Regions from separate parts of the Manis pentadactyla genome. Here region 2 is linked to region 1. The links are chromatin contacts, called in public Hi-C maps. All regions are on one chromosome and are shown on one strand. The core of a region is the stretch at or near the end of the contact, and the rest is flanking DNA. Distances in the headings are between cores, read along the strand shown.

What was found. A called contact is a pair of places that touch in the nucleus more often than the background predicts.
Region 2: a Hi-C map of skin fibroblasts shows a contact between it and region 1, with 5 times the contacts expected there. The contact joins the promoter of MEP1B here to the promoter of GAREM1 in region 1. A contact is called at or near these places in 2 of 3 Hi-C or Micro-C datasets (fibroblasts and skin fibroblasts).

Annotation. Positions count from the first base shown.
Region 1 is chr6:97,890,789-97,893,559 of mManPen7.hap1, reverse strand. GAREM1 (GRB2 associated regulator of MAPK1 subtype 1) reads right to left here and starts at 1,381. Exons shown (of 6, transcript XM_036885533.2): 1 at 932-1,381. The coding sequence starts at 1,046.
Region 2 is chr6:98,132,464-98,135,234 of mManPen7.hap1, reverse strand. MEP1B (meprin A subunit beta) reads left to right here and starts at 1,382. Exons shown (of 15, transcript XM_036885589.2): 1 at 1,382-1,572. The coding sequence starts at 1,510.

The DNA.
Region 1 (2,771 bases), core at 132-2,631:
GGACCTTCCCAGCATGCACGCTTCCAATCGGTACTTCAAATGGCTAACCTAACCCCACCGGTGAGAAACAGGATGAAAACGCCTTTGGGCATTTATTTACACAGCTCAAGTTACACACTTCTGTACTCGGAAAAAGGGGGAGAAACCCAAAGTCCTGTGACTTGAAGGGACATCTTCCTGCTCAGAGCTCCCTGGCCTGGCCCCGGGACCACTGCGCTGGTTGCCCGCCGGCCCGCCTGGCCCAGGTGCGAACAGCGGCCACACAGCGCAGCCAGCTTGTTTTGCCTACAGTCTGAAATCGCACGAAGTCCAAAGCAACTCAAGTTATTGTGAAAACATAAGAGAAGACAAAACACACATGAATTGCCACTGTGCAAGTCACAACCCAAACGGAAAGGTGAATAACTCGCTCGACAGATGCCACCCTGCAGAGCAAACGGCTGGGGGTGTGGCTGGTTTCTGCGGGTCAGTTTCAGGAAACAAGCATTTCTCAGTTCTGAGCTCCGGCTGCAAGTCAATATAGGTTTTGGTGACTGAGATTCTTCACACTGGAAATGCGCTAAGCTAATAATTAACCTTAAGCATACCATCACTCCCGCTAAAAACATTTTCTATACACGGCCCTGAATTCTTTCCAGCGCGGCTAAACGAACCAGACGGGCTGCAGAAGGCTGGGGGACGCGACCCCTCCCGCGGGTCGCCCGGGAGCTCTCCCCCTGCAATCGGCGGCTGCCTGGGGGGTGGGGAGGGTGGCACCGGGATAAAGGTGCCCCGCGCACAGCTGTTTTGCGAGAAAGTTGCCCGGGAGAACTCTTCAGGGTCCGCCCGGTCTCTACCTGCAGAGGCGCCGGGCCGCCGGCCAGGCGCCGCCGGCCGCCGCAGGGCCGGGCCGTCCCGGCCCCGGCTGCGCTCTGCGTCCCCGCGCACTCACCGCTGTCCAGTCGCGCGATCTGCGGCAGCCGGTAGGTGCTGACCAGGAGGTCGAGCGGGACGGCCGCCGCGCTCCACTTCACGTCCTTGAGGCTGCAGCCCGGCGCCGGTTCCATCCTCCGCGCCTCGCCGGCCGCGCCGGGGCGGCCGCCGCTGCTCGCGCTCGGGGGCGCGGGGCCGAGGCGGCCGGGGAGCGCGCGCCCGGTTCAGCGGCGGCCGCGGGGCATGGCCGGGCGCCCCGCCGGCCTCAGGCCCCCGGAGGACTCGCGGCGGCCCCGCAGCTGCGGGCTGCGGCCGGGCTGGCTGCGGCAGCTCCCGCTGCGCCGCCTCCTCGGGCCCTGGGGCTGCGGCTGCGGCAGCCGCCCGCGCGCCTCCGCCTCCTCTCACCCCGCCTTCCCTCCGCCGCGAGCGCGCGAGGAGGAGCCGCGGGCGCGAGGAACGCCATCGCGGCGCTCCCGGCCCTGGCCAGCGGGTTCGAGCCACGCCTGCGCAGCTCTGGAACCACCGCCCCGCCCCGCCCAGGCCCCGCCCCTCCCGGCCCCGGCCCCGCCCGGGCCCCGCCCTCCGAGGCCGCGCGCGCTTGGAGGGGCGGCAGCGCTTCGGCCCCGGCGTGGGAGGCTCGGCGGGCCCCGCAAGCTTTAGCTCTCGCTCCCCCGTCCGGCCGCGCGGGCGCCCTACAGCCGCTCCCAGCGCCGCAGCGGAGTCTTTCCCGCCTGTGCCGGCCCCGCCCCTCCCGCGCCCCACCCAACCCTGGGAGGGGCTGAGCCCCAGCGGGCGCTCACCTCCCGGACGGAGGGCTGGGACCTGGGGGGGTGGGGAAGGGTGGACGGGCGGTGAGCTGGAACCTGGGGGAGCGAGGGACGGGCTAGGACCCTTGGGGGTTGGGCTGGGGGCTGGGAGGGCGGTGCGCGGGCTGGGACCAGGAGGGGGCGGGGGCACGGGCAGGCTGGGGCTCGGGGAGGGGGCGTGGCCGCGGGCAGTGAGCCGGGACCCGGGGCAGCGGGGGGAGGGCAGGCTGGGGCCCAGTGGGGGGTGGTAGTGGGCTAGGACTCTTGGGGGTGGGGGCGTGGGCAGCAGGCTGGGATCTGGTGGGGGCGCGGCGGGCGGCGGGCTGGGTCCCGGGAGGTGGGGGGCGCTGGCAGCGGTGGGAAAGGCGCGCAGCTCTGCTCTGCGCGTCCCCGGCCCGCGCTCTGCCGCCCCTGTAGGCCTGGGCCGCCGGGCGGAGTGCTAAAGGCCGGAGTGCCGGACGGTGGCGGGGGCTCCGGGTTCGCCGGCAAGGGAGGTGGGCGTGCGGTCAGGACCCGTGCCCAAAGGCCAAGCTGGACTCCAGCCGCAGAGAGAGCCACGCCAGTTACTAGGAGCCCGGGGCCTCGTGCTCGTCTCCTTCTTTTTCGCAGTCAGTTCCCTGCAGTCTTGGAGACCGAGATAATTCGCACCGTGTAGACATGTGTGCCAGGAAGACAGGTCGTTGGTCAGCTCACCGCGTGCAGGTGGCCGCGCCCGACTCAGCCCCATGGCTGCTGTCCGTGGCACATGGTCTCCCCGGGACTGAGCCTGGCCTCCCCTGGGCCTGAGCCGGTGTTTGACAGTAGCTCTGAGGCTGCAGGGTGCGACTTGCTCACCTGTGCGCTGCGGAGCTAAGAGGTCGCAGGGTGCGCGCAGTTTGTGTCCCGTGCGCCACGAGGCCCATCAAGCACCTGGGACTTGAAAACCACCTGTGGACCTCCACGGAGTACTTAGGGCCTGTGTCAGTGAGCAAACACTCCTTAGCAACTGAAAAAAAATACGCGGAGATTCTTCTACACCGGCTTTCCTTGTCCTCTCACTTTGGAGCATTGGTG
Region 2 (2,771 bases), core at 133-2,632, 240 kb before region 1:
CACCTGCGGATCCCAGGGAGCAAGTAAGGAACTGGCCAGACCTACTTTTAAACATGCTTTTCATTGTTAGAATATTTAATTACCAAAAAAAAATCCAGAAGATTAAAGAGTTGAGCCTAAAAAATTCTAAAATATCACAAGGAAACAGACCAGCATTTCTAATCTTGGAGTAGAAAGGCCTTGTTATGTAAGATTCAACATGCAAAAGCCATAAAGGAAACAATCAATAAACTTGAATACATGAATATTTAAAACATCTCTATCTAAAAAGATCCCATAAGCAAAGATTAAAAATAAGCAAAGGTCTGCAGAAAGTTTCCCACACATGTAACAAAGATTTCTGTCCAGACTATATAATTCAATAATAAGAAGCCAGCAATTCATTTGGGAAATGGATGAAAGGTAAGACCCACAAGGCACTTAACACCATGAGCAAACAGCCGACGGATATGGAAATATTCCTTTACCTTGCTAGTAGTCAGGGAAATGCAAATAACGGGATGACATTTTTTACCTATCAGGCTGGCAAAATATTCCAATGATTGGTTAATACCTGGTCAGACCTACCGTTTTTAACTTGCCCTTTTAACTCATGTCCTGTCCCCAGAGGGTGGGAATGACTGGCCTGTATTCATGAAGCAGCCTCATGTGACCTGTATTTATGCTATACGTCTTTTCATATCCTTTCTATTAGCACAGAATGGGGCAAAGACCAGTCTCGAGTGGGCAAGGAACTACTGAGGGGAAGAACTGGTATTTCAGAAACACTATCTGCGTCTCACTGCAGTTGGGGGAGGAACTGGGGGACCTGAATGAGGGAGTAGGTTGTCTCTCAAGGACAGTCATCTCAGGAAAAGAGGCGGGAAGTGAGGAAGCATGGAGAGCTGGCCTGGGGGTGCTGGTTCTCCAGAAAGCTGGCCACCATTCCTAGCCTCCTTCCCTTACTCCCACCTGGGTTTGCTCAGAGGGAACTGGCAGGAGTGCGATATGTTCCAAGTGTTCTGTTCCTTTCTGTCTGATCATCAGATATGCCAGATTTCTAGGCACACTGTGGACTCTGTAACTCAATACACTTTTATTAAATGAATGAATTAAAGCCATCCACACAGCTGGATATATTAAAGCAGCATAGGGCTGGATGAGCAGGAGGGGCTTCACCAATGTGTACTCTTTGAAAGACTAAAATTAAAAAAATAATTTGATGTTTTCTTTTGCTCAAGTGGCATTTAATAATCTAGGGACCAGTTAGAAAACTTACTCCATCAACAGGTGTCAGCCAGGCACTTGGTTATTGAATGTTGACCCAGGAAAAAAACAAACCGACCAACGTCTCTAGAGCTGTGCGGAGGATCCTGGACTTTAGCTCCTTGATTGGAGGGATTGCTAGGCAGCGAGCTGACCTACAAGATGGATCGTTTGGTTCAAAGGCTATAAGTTATGATGTTTGCCTTTTAAAAAGTAAACGCTTCTCGGAATTGCACGGGCTGCACCCCTGACGGAAGGGACGACATGCGTGCGTGGTGGCTGCCCTGGCTGCTGCTCTTAGCGGCGCTTCGTGTGGCTTCTGGCTTGGTAAGGAAATGATGCTTAGAAAAAAATTGGGGGCTGTTGATCCTGACTGCTAAGGAACAACCTTTTAAGGGATTCCAAGAGCTGATGAAATGAATGCTGCTTTTTGGACAGCGGAGTCAGCAGAGCCGAGGGAGGAGGCCCCGGAGAAATGTCGGGACATGGCTATGAAGTTATGCTTTTCTTTTGGTTTCATTGTGTGTGATGAGTTTTCTTTTGATAAGATAGAAGATGGGAAATTTGAAAGTCATTCCATATTTAGACCTGAATGAAAGGCGTATTGCTGTGACAGTGACGTGAGCCAGGAGCCAGGGCACAGCAAATGCTTGGAAAGTTTGTAAATTTCTCCTCTGCTTCTTCATCAGTTTACGATTTTTCTACAGTGACAGGGAGTTTGCACCACAAACCAACGCAAGGTTTGGAATACGGTTCAAATGGCTTTCGTTGTGATTTTGGAGTAACCATTACTGTGTTGAGCAGATATGTTACTGAGCTGCGTTAATCTGTTAACATCCTGAGCAGGAACTGCAGCACTGAGAACAAGAGATGAACTAGATACACCATACACAGTGAGAACACCATTTAAGTCAGATTAAAACCATAATTATGAACAAATAGTTGATGACCTTTTGCAGTAGGCATACTGGCATTTCTCTGTGTGTCCCAGTGTGGCTACAGTGTGGCACAAGCAGGGCGCTTATGAATATTAATATACGAAGGAGGGTGATCATCCAGTCAGCTCATCCTCACTGCTTGCCGTACATTTGAAAAGATTCTAGTGTTTAGATATTTAAGCCGCATTCAAATAAACTGGACCTTACATTGTGTGGCATTTAATTACAGTTTACAAAGTGCTTTCACATCACATCATACGACCTCTGCAATACCCACACTGAAGCAGGCTTGGCTGCCTTCACAGACAGTCTGACCATCATGGTGAACTGACTTATCCATTGGTAGAACCAGGAATATAAGCCAGACCCACTGTTTACCAGTCCATAAACTTTTTTAGTACACAACACTCTGAAACAGCTCAGGTTTACCTAATTTCTCCCACTGAGCATGTGGTCTGGGTTTCATTTGGTCACTTACAAAGAGCTTATTTTCAGAAGGTATTTTTTTTAATTGCAAAGTATACCCATTGATTTTTTTCTTCAACATTTGGTGTTGTCTTTGAAGGCAGTCTTGAGAGGAATATGAAA